2 separate regions of the Oryctolagus cuniculus genome follow, and region 1 is linked to region 2. A link is a contact called in public Hi-C data. All regions are on one chromosome and are shown on one strand. Each heading gives the region's core, a stretch centred on a gene start, on an enhancer-like site or on the middle of the called end of the contact. The rest is flanking DNA. Distances are from core to core; before and after follow the strand shown. Region 1 overlaps VASH2 (vasohibin 2). Region 2 holds the start of TATDN3 (TatD DNase domain containing 3).

The links. A called contact is a pair of places that touch in the nucleus more often than the background predicts.
Region 1: a contact with region 2 is called in a Hi-C map of embryonic fibroblasts, with 5 times the contacts expected there. The contact joins the enhancer-like site here to the promoter of TATDN3 in region 2. A contact is called at or near these places in 5 of 6 Hi-C or Micro-C datasets (ear pinna, embryonic fibroblasts, psoas muscle and 2 more).

The regions. Positions count from the first base shown.
Region 1 is chr13:27,363,383-27,370,548 of mOryCun1.1, forward strand. It overlaps VASH2 (vasohibin 2), which reads left to right. Exons shown (of 7, transcript XM_070055297.1): 6 at 289-404. Among named protein-coding and RNA genes, the nearest start is that of VASH2, 24 kb to the left of the region's middle. Within about 2 kb of position 5,904, at least 3 of the 8 cell types and tissues checked have an H3K27ac peak or open chromatin away from gene starts, as enhancers often do.
Region 2 is chr13:27,217,807-27,225,068 of mOryCun1.1, forward strand. TATDN3 (TatD DNase domain containing 3) reads left to right here and starts at 3,761. Exons shown (of 9, transcript XM_017347795.3): 1 at 3,761-3,898; 2 at 5,550-5,582; 3 at 6,794-6,867. The coding sequence starts at 3,833. It overlaps NSL1 (NSL1 component of MIS12 kinetochore complex), which reads right to left and starts at 3,735. Exons shown (of 6, transcript XM_051821327.2): 1 at 3,437-3,735. The coding sequence starts at 3,670.

The DNA of each region.
Region 1 (7,166 bases), core at 4,654-7,153, 150 kb after region 2:
CAAGACTTTGCCTTCACAGAGAGAAACTTGCTGAGCAGCCACCTGCAGTCCCAGGAGGCTGAGGCACTGGGCTGCGTTCTTTCTGCCATGTGATGGGCCAGACCATCCTCTGGTGCACGGAGCCCTTGCTTCCTGCCAGTGCAGAATGAGGGGAAGGCGGAGGTCTCTGATCTTGTCCTCCTCACACCTCCGTCCTCGGAGCCTTCTCCCTGCCAAGATCCTGAGCAGGCTGGGCTGGGGTGCTGTGCTGCGGGAACTGGTGTGGTTCACTCCGTGTATCTCCTCCAGATCTTGAAACCTGCAAGTGCCCACTCTCCAACCCAAGTGAGAAGCCGGGGAAAATCCTTGTCCCCCCGAAGGAGGCAAGCAAGCCCCCCAAGAAGGCTCGGCAGGCGAGACAAGTCGTGAGTAGCTTTTCCTGTTCTCTGTGGGGGTGCTCCTGGCCCAGGGGGCCAAAGCCATGTCCTGGGATTGGCCTCTGAACCAGACGGCGAGCCCAACAGGACCGTCCCTGGCTCATGGCTCACCTGTGGGAGAGGCTGCCCCATGCGCTGGACTTAGTCAGGAAACCTGGGCCTGGACCCAGCTCAGCTATATAGGAGCTGTGTGACCTTAGGCGTGTCTTAAAACCTTTCTGGGCACGACTGTTGTCAACTGTAAAGTGGGATTGTTAGAATTTGTGCATTTCCTAAGATCCTATGGGCCTCTGGGCCCTGCATGGCCTGTGTTCCTCCAGGCCCGGCCTCTTCCTTGTCTAACTCCACGGCCCCTGTTTTAGCCCTAACACTGCCGATGCTACACCCCCTTCCTAGGTCAGAACCACTCAGTTAAGAGATGACAGTGTAGAGCTGCTGAGGGTGCCCAGAGTGGCCAGGGATAATCCACCGGCAAATGCTTGAGCCTTAGTTATACTGGGAACAAGTCACAGCAGCAGGCCTGGCCACACAAGCCGCTTGCCTTGTGGGGACCACGTGGAACAGCATATAGAGTTCTCAGTGGCGTCCCAGCCACGGAGCCAGGCAAAGGGGAGGCAAATAGGGAGCCTCAGTTTCTCCAGCACTGAAAGAGGATGCAGGGCTGCAGGGTGTGTGTGGCAAGGTTGTGGTGAGAACGGAATGAGACGGCGTCGCACCAGTGACATGGCAGTGGTGGGCGCTCTCACACAGGCGTATCAGCACCATTGCCCCAGTGCCATAGAGCAAGCAGGGGACCTTCTGTGGCTTTCCTTTTCAGATGCAGAAACCAGAACACAGAGGAGGTTCTCTTGCACTAAAGCGCTGTGGCTACTCAGCGAGGGAGCAGGGGCTAGCCCCCAGACCCCCTGGCTCTGGGGGAGGGGGATTGAGGCAGAGAGGGAGGTTATTTTGGGAAGAACAGGATAGGTTGAAATGTCTCCAGCTTTCTTCCTTGCTGCCAGCCCACATCCCACTGCCAATCCCAGGGCTCGGCATTTCCAGCAGGTGTGGGGTTGGGAAGGGGGGAAGTGAGCGAGGGGCTGGGTGTTCCTGCAGCTGGCGAGGCAGAGGTCAGGAGGTGTCAGCATAGGTTTGTCTTGAGGGAGCAGGATGGCTTCAGACCCTTCATGTGTGGCCTCTCAACCCCAAGGATGCTCACCCTGACCTCTGCCCTTGACCTTTCGTCCTGACCCCAGCCCTATCTTTCTCCCTGATTCAAGTGTCCTTTAATTACTGTCACTGGACAAAGTAGCAGTTGCCTTGGAGGGCTAGGAACAGGGAAACCCTTTGCAGGGGCTCATTTAGCCTGGAGCGGGTGGCGCAGGCACAGGAGGCTGTGCATAACCAGAGGAGCACGCCCTTCTGAGATGTATTCCTTCCTGCCCTAGGACAGCCAATCTTCCCCTCGGGAGCTCTGTCTTTAGCAGCTATGAGTGGTCTAGGGCCCGCTCTTCACTCGGGATGGAAGACTCAGCACAGAAAACCCAGTTATTCCACCAGCAATGGGATCGTCAGGCCCAGGACAGCAATGCCTGGTTTTTAAGATCATTCTTCCTAGATGCGTGCTTGGGCCCACAGGGACTTTGCCATCAGGAGCATGTTCAATCTTTAACCAGCAAAGACTCCCATGGTGGCCCGGGGATGGCGCAGGCCCTTGGTGCTCTCTGAGGTCAGGTGGGGGTGGTGCGGGAGGCGCGGAAGAAGAAGCGGAGGCGCTTCTCGGGCAGCCGGTGGAGGGCCCTGGGAGCTGCTGGATGTGCAGAGCTGGGGTTGGAGGACAGAGCTCATCTTGGAGCCGTCATCTCAGAAGAGGCAGGTGGGGGCCGAGCTGGAAAGTCAGCGAGGAAAGAAAAAAGAGAGAAGAAGCGATGGCAAGGCCGTGAGGAGGCCAAGGGAAGAAGGGCCAGTGGGGCAGGAGATGGGGCAGAGCAGTCAGGGAGAGAAGGTTCTGGGGTGTGCAGGAAGCAGGGGTCCTGAGGGCCAAGCCTCCCTCTTGCCCACGCCTTTCCCACTGCCCCTCAGAGGGCCAGGGCAGGAGGAAAACGCCCAGGGGAGGGGTGGCCACCGAGGGCAGGAAGGACGGCCTTCAGGAGAGGGGCTTCTCCTTCAGCACCCTCCTGCCCCCATGCCCCAAGTCAGTCCCAGCCCCAGCGGCGGGTGCCTCTGAGTCCAGAGATGGTGGTGCACAGAAACTTCTGGAGTGGAAAGCGGCTGCACCCAGACCCCTGCAGCCCCAGCTCCACCCCCTCCCCACAGCCCTTCCTCCTGAACCCAGAAATCTTCCTCCATCTGCCCAGGGGTCCCAGATCCTGGGTGTGCTTTTCTGCAACGAGGGCCAGGTGGCCTGGGAAGCTTGGCCATCATGGGAGCTCCAGCCTGAGGAGGATTCCACAGGAGCAGATCCAGCCAGGGCACAGCGGCAGGAGCTCTTGCCCCCGCTTGTCCCTCCTTTTGCAGAGTTTTGGAGGTTGGGAGGGGACGCTGGAGGGCACAGAGCTTGCCTGGAGTGTGAAGCGGAGGAGGAGGGAGGCTCTCCCCAGGCTCTCCTAAAAATTGACCTCTGCGCTGCAGGCCTGGGGAAGAGGTTGAGGGGCTCCTTGTGGGAGGAGAGGAAAACGAGAGGTGCAGAGAAGAGAAGGGCTGTGAGAGGCAGGGGGGCCCCAAGAGGACCCAGGCGCCCCGCCCCTCCCGCTCTTCCCCCTCCAGCTGTCAGCTGCTGCCGTTGCTGCGTGCCGGAACCCAGCACACCCGGGTCCCCAGTGGTCTCTCTGCAGATCGGCAGCTTCTCCCTATGGCCTCCGCCAGGTGGGCTCTCCTCCAGGTAATCTGGCTCTTGGGGAGCGAATGAGAAGGTGACAGAGATGGTTATGACCCAGGAGCTCTGTGGACTCCAGGGATCCTACGTAGGGCTGGTGACTCCATCTCTGCACTATTATTTCAGCATTACATAAGGCCATCGGGTCATTTCTAAATGTGCTGGGTGCCGCAGGAGCCTGGCAGAGGCCCAAGGGGGAGAGAATTCCCGTAACAGACAAGAGGCCCAGCCTCAGCGGGGTCCCTGTCCCCAGCTCTGCGTGGATCATTTTAGTGGCTTTTTTGTCTCCCACATACCTCCTGCTTGCAGCTGGAGCTGCTTCCAGCCCTGAATTCTCCATTTTTGCACTTGCCTCAGTAAGCCCTTGGCAGGAGGACCAGTGTCATGGGTTAGCGAGTCAGCTGGGTGGGGGCCCAGTGGCAGCGAGTGCCCGAGGCCAGCTGAGACCAAGCTTCTAGAGGGCAACGGAACCCCCACCCAGCCCTCCAGCTACGGTACTGTTCATACTCCACTCCCCGAGGAGTGCTGCTGTGTCTTCCACGTGTCACGGCCAAGCTTGTTCCTGTGGCTCATAAAGAGAAGGGAGATGCCAGTTGAGATCCATGTGTCTGGTCCTCCGGGGCCCCCGTGCTTCTCAGCCCCGCGACCACCTCGCCCAGGAAAGAACCACCTCGGGTGCCAACAGGGCCCCCTCGGAGATGTGTGCACACCCTCTGAGGGCCTCTCTGTCACCGGCAGATGGCAACCCTTGGCTTGTTGCCTGTGGCTGCGAGAGCAGGAGTGAGCGTGCCATCCTTTTCTGGCTTGGCCACCCGTGTGCGCCTGAAAGCAGCTCATGCCAGTGGAGTGACCACATGGGACACTTCTACGTCGGGGCCAGAGGACCCCAAGAGAGCCTCTTTGTATTCTCCTCCTCGTGTGGTTCCTCTCTTTGCTGTTCATGATTCTCTTCCTCCCTTTTTCCCTCTGATTGCCTTTCTTTGTCATCCATCCCTATGGCGGCTTCTAGTTCTAGAGGGCTCTGTTCACCCTGCTCAGGATGCTAGGGTCCCAGAAGTTCATAAGCCCTGCTTCAAGATAAGGTCTCCTTCCCGTGAGGGCCACCCTGCACCCTGGGTTCCTGCTCCGTTCTGCCGGGAGGGGCTGCCTGGCCCCAGTCTGGCTGAGACGGGCAGAGGCCAACTGATGAAGTCAGATTGGATCCCACGGTCTGATCACACGCAAGGTGTTTTAAAGGGGACCCAAGACATCATTTGCCTTAGATTCCGAGTGAGAAGATATCCCCAGGGTAGAAGGAAGGACATTTCCTCAGCATGGAAGGTAGAGGGGAAACAGCAGAACCTCCAGGGGGACGCAAGCAGCCGTGTCTGCTCCCACGGCCAGCCCGACTGTTACCCCAGGGAGCTCCTGCGGCCCAGGGGCCTGGGAACTTTGGAGAACCCAGGATGGACTGGCTCCCCAGAGTCAGACATGGTGGGGCTCCCAGAGCAGAAGGCTGAGTGCGGAACCTGGATGCAGCACCCTGGGATCTCCAGCGGTGGTCTGTGGCCACTGGTCCTGGCCAGTGCCTCCCAGCTGGGGAAGGCCTGGGGGCTGGGCCCAGTCTGTCTGGCGGGGGGTGGGGGGGGACACTGCTTACAATGCAGCCACAGTTGTCTGCCTGTCAGCCACCGGCCATGGTGCCTGCGGTCCTTCCTGGTAAGTCGGGAATGTGTGGAGGAGCCGGACAGCCTTGAATGAGGGCAGCAGGTGTAAATGAACTGCTCCCTCGCGCCTGCTGTTCCTTCAGCTGAGGCCTCCCCAGACAGGCGCCTGCCCTGCACTAAGTCCCGCCAGACCTGGGCAGGCCTGGGCTTTCTCTCATGCTGGGCAGTGCCAGGCTCCCAGCACCCCTGATCGAGGACTGAGGAGCCAACACTACCGTTGTGTCCCTTCCTGGTATCCCAGTTGTGGCCCCAGACATGCCATCACTTTCTGAAGCTTCCCTGGGGCAGGGTCCACACTGGCCACGTTGTAGGCCGGGCACCGAGGTGGCCTCAGAGCGTGTGAAGGACTCGACGTGCACCTGGAGAGTTTAGATGGCAGCGGCAGGGAGCATCTTCCAGAGAAGAGCCATGGCAACATTTTAAGAATTAACAAGCGAGCTTACCTCCCAGCCTGCCCCTCTAACAGCCTCTGTCCAGCTGGCTCCTCGGACTCCAGGTCGGAGCTAAGGATAGATTAAGACCTGGTCCCCAACTGGTCACCCCAGGTCGCCCTGGAGGCTGGGATTATCCGGGTGGGTGCAGGGACACGGGTGTCCTCCTTCCTTTCCCAAAGGGCATCATAGGAACCTTCGCACCCTCCTCCTCTTCCTGTAAGAATGGAGCCTTGCAAGAGGAAAACCCTTCGCTTCCTTTGCCGCATTGGGACTGCGGCAGATTTTGGAGAAACACGTTCAGTCTGAAATACTCACCCTGAGTCTGAGCAGAGCTTCTGGGTCAGGGCTGGCTGAATCATCCTGGAACTCCCGTTTCTTAAAAATAGCCCCCCCCCCGGCAATATTCTAATTATAGCTGGGGAGTACTTGGAGGGGGCCTCTCACACACGAGAGCTCGCCCAGCGCTGGCCCTGAGCCGAGCTGGCAAGAACACGCCATGCTTCTGGCTGGGCCCCAGAAGCAGGTGGATGCTGGGCTCACCCACGGCTGCCCTCTGCCAGGCCCAGACATGGCAGCCGCTGCTGGGGTCAAAGAACAGGATTTCATCTCCCAGGCCAGGCAGTGTAGCTTGTATTCCAGGAAGCCACGTGCCCAGCTGAAAATCTGTAAGGGTGAGAGTGGATGCTGAGGAGAGGTGGACAGACTGCCACACGCAGACCATTAGAAACAGCAGCTAAAAGAATTCATCTACAAATGTCATTTCTTTTTGGAATAGGAATATAGGCTTATGCTGTAAAGGAAGGGTAGGGTGGAGTTATTGTTGTTTTTTAAGCTCTATTTATTTGCAAGTCAGAGTTAAGGAGAAATAGGGATCTTCTATCTGCTGGTTCATTCCCTAAATGTCTGCAATGGCCATGTCTATGCCAGGTCAAATCCAGGAACCAGGAGCTTTGTCCTGGTCTCCCTCGTGGGTGCACGGGCCCAAACACTTGGGCCATCTTCCACTGCTTTCCCAGGCACATTAGCAAGGAACAGGATTGGAAGTGGAGTAGCTGTGACCCAAACTGGCACCCATATGGGATGCCAGCATCACAGGCAGCAGCTTTACCCGCTATGCCATAACACCAACCCCAAGAGATGGCATTTTAATTTTTTTTAAATTTTTTGACAGGCAGAGTTGGACAGTGAGAGAGAGAGACAGAGAAAGGTCTTCCTTTGCCGTTGGTTCACCCTCCAGTGGCCACCGCGGCGACTGGCGTACCACGCTGATCTGATGGCAGGAGCCAGGTGCTTCTCCTGGTCTCCCATGGGATGCAGGGCCCAAGCACTTGGACCATCCTCCACTGCACTCCCTGGCCACAGCAGAGAGCTGGCCTGGAAGAGGGGCAACCGGGGCAGAATCCGGTGCCCCGACCGGGACTAGAACCCGGTGTGCCGGCGCCGCAAGACGGAGGATTAGCCTAGTGAGCCGCGGCGCAGGCCAAGAGATGGCATTTTAATTGCTCTAGGAAATGACCTGCATTTGACCCTTTTCTCAAGCAAGGACAGCGTGTACTTACATGAGGCTCATCCTCGGGCGAGGGATTACTGATGCCTGGACTTCCTCAAGCAGAACACACTGGCGAGGAGGGAACCCCACGCATGTGTAACTGCATTTGCCTGAGGCTGATGCTGATGTATGGGGGGAGGAGGGGTCCATCAGAGGGGTTAGCTGTTTATAAAGATGATCCCGTCTCAGGCAAGGAGACAAAGCAGG
Region 2 (7,262 bases), core at 2,511-5,010:
ATATGCTGCTGAATACCAATGTTAACAACAGGGAAAATAATACATGCTTAAAATAAAACGGGGATGGGCATTGTAGTACAGCAGTTAAGCCACTGCATGCAACACCTGCAACCCATGTGCTGGGTTTAACACCAGCTTCATTTCCCATCCAGCTTCCTGCTAATGTTACCCTAGGAGGCGCAGGTGATGACTCAAGGATTTGGGTCCCTGTCATCCCACATCAGAGACCCCGATGGAGTTACTGGCTCTGGCTTCAGTTTGGCCCAGCCTCAGCAGTTGCGTGCATTCAGGGAGTGAACCAGCAGATGGAAGATCGGTCTCTCTTTCTCTCCCTCTGAGTGTGTGTGTGTGTATATATGTGTGTGTATTGCTCTGCCTTTCATATAAAAAAAATAAATAAAACTAATTCCTACATTATAAAGAACGATTTTTTTAAGAGATGTATACTCTAGTGTGTTGGGATCCAAGGACATGAAATCTGATATTTGCTTTGAAATAAAAATTGCAAGAAAATTTTGATAATTATTGAACTTGGTGATGGATCACATGGGGAACCCCCCGTACTAGTCTATTTTTATTGAGAATGTTCATAATAGATTATTTTAAAAAGGACTCAAGGGGGCTGGTGCTGTGGTGTAGTGGCTAAAAGCCATCGCCTGTGGTGCTGGCATTCCATACAGGCGCCAGTTCGAGTCCCAACTGCTCTACTTCCGATCCAGCTCTCTGCTTTGGCCTAGGAAAGCAGTAGAAGATGGCTCAAGTCTTTGGGCCCCTGCAACCGCATGGGAGACCAGGAAGAAACTCCTGGATCCTGGCTTCAGATCAGCATCAGCGCAGCTCTGGCAGTTGCAGCTATCTGGGGAGTGAGCCAGCAGATGGAAGACCTCTGTCTCTCTCTTCCTCTCCCTCTCTGTAATTCTGTCTTTCAAATAAATAAATAAATCTTGGAAAGAAAAAAAAAAAAGAGGACTAAAGGAATTTGGTAGTACTATTAAATGTCTCTTGTACATTGTAACAATGTATCTTAAAAGGACTACTCTTAACACAAAGAGGATTAATGGGAATATTCACTTCAGTTCTGCAATAATGAAACTTTAAGGGGAAAAATACATAAATCCAAAAGTAGAAAATTAATTAAACAACACATACATACCATGTAGGACTGAAAAAGAATGAAGAACACGTAATAGCCAGACATATTTGGCTAAAACAAACAAAAAAACTCCAAAAATCAAAAAACAATGTGGGGCCATCATTATGACATACAGGGGATAAAGCCACAGCCTATAATACCAGCATCCCACATGGGTGCCAGTTTGTGTCCTAACTGCTCCACTTCCGATCCAGCTCCCAGCTAACAGCCTGGGAAAAGAAGTATGCTTGAGTGTTTGGGCCCCTACCACCCATGTGGGAGACCTGGATGAAGCTTCTGGCTCCAGGTTTCAGCATGGCCCAGCTCTGGCTGTTGCGGCCATCTGGGCAGTGAAGTAGCGGATGGAAGAGTGCTCGCTCACTTGTTTTCTCCCCCTCTCTTGCTCTGGAACTCTTTCAAAATAAATAAATAAAACAAAAACAAAACAAAAAAAGCATATAGCAGTTGGATAACAATTCATCAGCAAGACCCTATTAATGTAAACAAACAAGCAAACAAAAACAAAAAAGGGGTATAGAAGGTTTACAGCCCCCAACTACTCTCCAAAATACTAAGTTATCTCTAGGAATATGGATGAGGAAGGGGAATTCGAAGCAGACTTTTGTTCTAGGCTATTGTTTGACTTTTCTATAATGAGCATGCACTCTGTACCATCTGTATGATTAAAAATAAGCATAAATCAAGTGATTGATAGCTATGAGTTAAGATACAAGTCCTACATTTTATAAAGTAAAATTTCTACTTTATGGGTTTTCAAGGATTATCTGAAAATGCAAACTGTCTTGGTAATATTGCATGGTTGCATCAATACTTCTTCTTTTTTTTTAAGATTTTCATTTTAGTTATTATTTGAAAGGCAGAGTTACAGAGAGGCAGAGAGAGAGAGAGAGAGAAAGGTCACTCCCCAGATGGTCACAATGGCCGGAACTATGGCAATCTGAAGCCAGGAGCCAGGAGCCAGGAGCTTCTTCTGGGTCCCCCACCCAGGTGCAGGGACCCAAGGACCTGGGCCATCCTCCACTGCTTTCCCAGGCCACAGCAGAAAGCCGATTGGAAGCGAAGCAATAGAGACTCGAACGGGGGCCCATATGGGATGCCAGCACAGCAGGCGGCAGCTTTATCCGCTGTGCCACAGCACCGGCCCTGCTTCAATACTTTTTAAAAAATATATGCTGCTATGCTCATTATACAGCTTTAGATAAAAAGGTACACTGGTATAATCAAAGCCTTATATCTACCCCTTTGTTTAAAACACAAATGAATTCCACTGATATCTTCTAATCCACTTTAAGATCACATAAAATAGGATATATTAGGTTAACCATGCTCTTTTTCTGTGATTAAATGTTTTAAGTACTTTAGCACTCCCTAAGAAAGGACATAGTATACCGTTAGACAACACAACAGTCTTCTCCCCCCACACTACATATATCTGAGGTATATCTCAATTCTCATCATGCTGCCAAGGAGGGAATTATCTAAGAGCCATTGACATTCGAACTGGAATACAGAATCACAACCCGGGTGGGTTTCTTCATTCTTCTTCCATTTGGCCTCTATTCTCACCGTTTGTTTACAGAGGAGTCATTCACACCCACAAACGCACTGCGCTACACTGTAACTATAAACTTTACACTTTTTGCCTACATGCAAATAGTGCACTTTCTTATACAGGCACCAATCCCTCAGTTTCTTGTGTCTTTCCCCAAATAACCTACCGTTTTCTAAGCTTTGCAAAATCTTTGAGAAAGGAAGAGGAAATACGAGGATCAACATGTGATCTTAGTGACGTTTATAACCAAGACATCCTCTTTATCGAGTTCAGACTGGTAGAGAATGCTTTTGCTCTGTTTACAAGAAGATCCAAGCCAGACAAAGGGAAAGACCAGAAGCTAGCAGGGTGACTGACTTCCAGGATTCCCCTGACACCACATGTGGAAAAGCTTAACTCAAACCAAAGAACGTAAAACATCGTATTATTTTGTACAGTATTACATGTCCAAGTGGCACCCTGGAGCTACCTGGGTTCAGTTATTTTCTTTCAATAATTTCACCTGTTTTGTGTTTTCCCTTCCTTCAACATAAACATTATACACGGAGCTCTCCTGCCCTAAGTAATTAACAATACTCGGCTGACATTAGCATCTATTTCGTCCTCCCGTTTTGCAGCAGCCCGGGGCACCATTAACTCTGCCGAAGCCTGGCGTGGGGTCTTCCTGAGCCCGGAGACCCCGGGCGTGGGGAAGGAGGTGAGAATTAAAAGGCAGCAAACGCGGCTCGTACCCACTGCACGTCTCGCAGCACCGGCTCCCGAATCTCCTCCGGCAGCGCATCTCCGAGCTTTTGTATGAAGCTGCCGCACAGTTCTAGCACTTCTGTCACGGCCCGTTTCGAGGTGCAGCGCACCCGGAAGTCCTCTCGGGAAGGGCCGGGGACCGGAGCTTGGCTGGCTGTGGCGGCTACTAGCTCTTCGTCCTGCGGAGGTCCGATCACCACCGCTTCAGGAGCCCCCGCCATTTTTCTAGTTTGAACTGTGGGCGGGGACTCTGGGAACGGAAAGGCGGGTTCCCACGGCTCGAAGGAACACGCGTCCGGGCGGAAACTCGCGCCGCCACAGCCGCAGCGTTCCGGCCCCGGCGTGCTTGGGGAGCTGGTTAGGCCCGGGGTGCAGCAGCGGCGATGGGGGCGGCGGGCGTGGGTTTGGTGGACTGTCACTGCCACCTCTCTGCCCCAGACTTTGACCACGTACGTGAGGGCGAGGCGGGGCTCAAGGGAGCGGGGAGGCCGCCATCCTTTCCCCCTCAGAGTGTTTTTTCTCTCTTCCCTTAGAAGGGAGCCCTGAATTCTCCCCAGGCCCTTGGTCTGTGGCCTTTTGGGATCTAGCCGATTCCCCGTTTGACTCGGTCATACCAATTTTTCTTTCTGATCCTGGTTAGCGGTGACGCATCCTGTCTCCGTGAGACTTCCAGGACCTGGCATCGTCTTCGCTATGCCCCGGCCCCGGCTGTTGATCCCTTCAGGCCGCTCAGCGCCTGGCTGAGCAGCAGCTTCCCCCTCCTAGACCTTGTCGCCCCCGTTTCTAATGCGGGAGAGAGGAGTGCAAAAAGACTGACACACACCACTAATTAAAGTGTTTCACGCCACTTTGGTGCTAGAGAAGGAAGACCGGCTGTGACTTTTAGGGGAAAAACTTCTTAGGTGGGGCCGCTTAAGGTTGGGAAGACGAACCGCCAACCAAGACGGAGATGAGGTGGAGAGGAAAGCAAACAGTTCACAGATCTAGACAGCATAGAGTCTGGCACACTGCAGGTACCGAAAGGCTGGATGAGCCTGATAAGCTAGAAAGAGAGCCATGAAACGAGTCTGGAGAGGTTGGCAGGGGATACTGGAGGTGGGTCAGGAAGGAGTTTGCCTTAGACTCACTGTGCAGATCCATTAAAGGGGTTTTGAAAGAGAGTGACAAAGTCTGGTAACCATTGTCAGACCATTTTTGTTGCTGTGGGGCAAATAGAGGAGAGGACTGGAAGCTAGAAGACCCATTAGTAGGCTTTTGCAATATACAGACAAGAGATGGTGGTGGTTGGTACCATGAGGATAGCAGAGGAGTTTGAAGTGGATTCAGGATATATTTAAGAGATAGAACACGTAGTACATGCTGGGGAATTTACTGTAATGAGTTAAGGTAAGGAAGCAAGGATGACTCAGAATGTTGGCTTATGCTATAGAAAGATGGTGGTGAGGGAAGGAAAGACAGGTTTGGGGTGGGATGGCGAGGTAGGCAGAAGGAATAGATTTGTGGGGAGAAAATAAACACTTATGTTTGGCACATGTTGGGGAGTCTGATCCCATCCAAGTGGAGGTGTCATAGGTCTAGTTATTTTTAAATATGAATCATGGGTTCAGGAGAGAGTTAGGAGCTAGAGGTAAAAATTGGGGAATCCACATGATGACATTTGAACCTGCAACAACAGGAGAGACCACTTACGTTAAGAGTAGAGAAAGGAGCAGATGGTCCTGAAGTCAGAAAGAGGAGGGACAGCCAGTTGAGGAGACTAAAAAGTAGCTGTTAGAGTGATGTTGCAGAAGCTCAAAGTGGAAAAAACTTCAAGAAGGAGGAAATAAGCAAGTGAGTGGTTTCAAATACTGCTGATGGGTGGAGGAAGATAGAGCAAAGTCCTTTATATTTGAGAGTGGAGGTTTCTATTTCAGTGGAGAACAGAAGCCAGACTTTAGTGAAACTAAAAGTAAATGAGAGGTGGGCCGGTGTAGAGTCCTCACATTCTGCCACCCTGTTCCTTGCTGTCATTGTCATTTGCTGTGGTGCCTTATCATATACATTGATATACACAGTTACTTTTGCATCCATAGTAATTGTGATAACTTCTACATGTCTTAGGATCTGGATGATGTGTTAGAGGAAGCCAAGAAGGTAAGTTCATGTAATTGCCCTTTCTTTTCTCTATAATTTCAAGGTAAAAAGAACTTGAAGTTTAGAAATACTATGCTGGTGTTGTTTCAGGAGTCAACAGTAAGCATGTGTGAAATGTTTACAGTGTGCCAGCCACTGAGCTCGGCCCTTTCTGAACTTTATCCCATTTAATGTTTCACAACAACCTTCTGAGGAAGTTATTGTTTCGTAGCCCACCATTCCCCGCTGATCTATGAGGAGACAAGGACCTAGACATAAGCGACACATGCTATGAAGTGATAGAGGCTGTTTAGTCTGAATTCAAAATGTGTCCCCACAGTCACCGTGCCTACCAAACTATGGAATGGATCAGTCCATCTGTCAGTTCTTAGATTCACATTGTTATGAAGACCTTGGATATATTGTAAATGTTTCCTGAAACATTTTGATTTGTCTGGAAACAAATTGCTTATTTTAAGAAGCATTTATGAACTTCACTGTAACTATCATTTTATGGTCTTCCCAGAAAGTGATAGAGCCAGAAATCATTGCTAGTACATTTTTATATATAGCCAACTTTCACTGTGGCCGCTTAATTAGGAGGTGGACTTTGTAGATAACAAGCCTAATGACCTTGAGCAAGTTATTTGATTCCATTCAAAACCCTGTCTCTTGGGGCCAGCATTGTGGTATAGCAGGTAAAGCTGCTGCCTGCGACATTGACATCTCATATGGGAAGTTCAAGACCCAGCTATTCCACTTCCCATCCAGCTCCTTGCTAATGCACCTGGGAAAGCAATAGAAGATGGCCCAAATGCTTGGGCCCCTGCACCCACGTGGGAGACCTGGATGAAACTCCAGCCCCAGCCATTGCAGCAGTTTGGGGAGTGAATCAGCAGATGGACAATCTCTTCCTCTATCTCTGTCTCTTCTCTCTGTAACTCTGACTTTCAAATAAATAATATTAAAAAAAAAACCTCTGTCTCCTGTTATAATCCACAGTGGATTATAACAGTGCCTATCTCATAGATTTGTGTACATTAAATGAGGTTATAGTTACTGTATACAGGGCCTGAAGCACAGTAAGTACTCACTGGTAGCCATTATGATTCTATTGATGGAGCATGGGTAAGCAAAGATAACTAAAAATGCACAGAAAACCATACAGTTTCATTTAATTTATATTAAATGTATATATTATCTAGGTTTCCATTCTTTTATTTTTCTTTCAGGTCAACGTTATGGCCCTTGTGGCAGTTGCTGAACATTCAGGGGAGTTTGAAAAGATTATGCAACTTTCAGAAAGGTACTACTCCTAATTAAGATTTGTAAGAGTTGATGGGGTGGGCATTTGGCTTAGTGGTTAAGATGCTGCCTGGGATGACTATCTCATAATGGAGTGTCTGGGTTCAAGTCCCAGCTGCACTTCCAATTCCAGTTTCCTGTTAATGCCCACCCTGGGAAGCAATGGCTGATGGTCCAAGCATTTGGGTTCTTGCCACCCACATGCGAGAACCAAATTGAGTTCTGGGCTCCTGACATCAGCATGGTTCAGGTGTGGTTGTTGCAGGCATTTGGGGAGTGAACCAGCAGATGGAAAATCAATCTCTGTCTCTCCCTCTCTGTCTCTCTCTCTTTCTCTGCCTTTCAAATAAATAATAAAGTTTAAAATTTTAAAGAGTTGCTAATTATGACATGGTT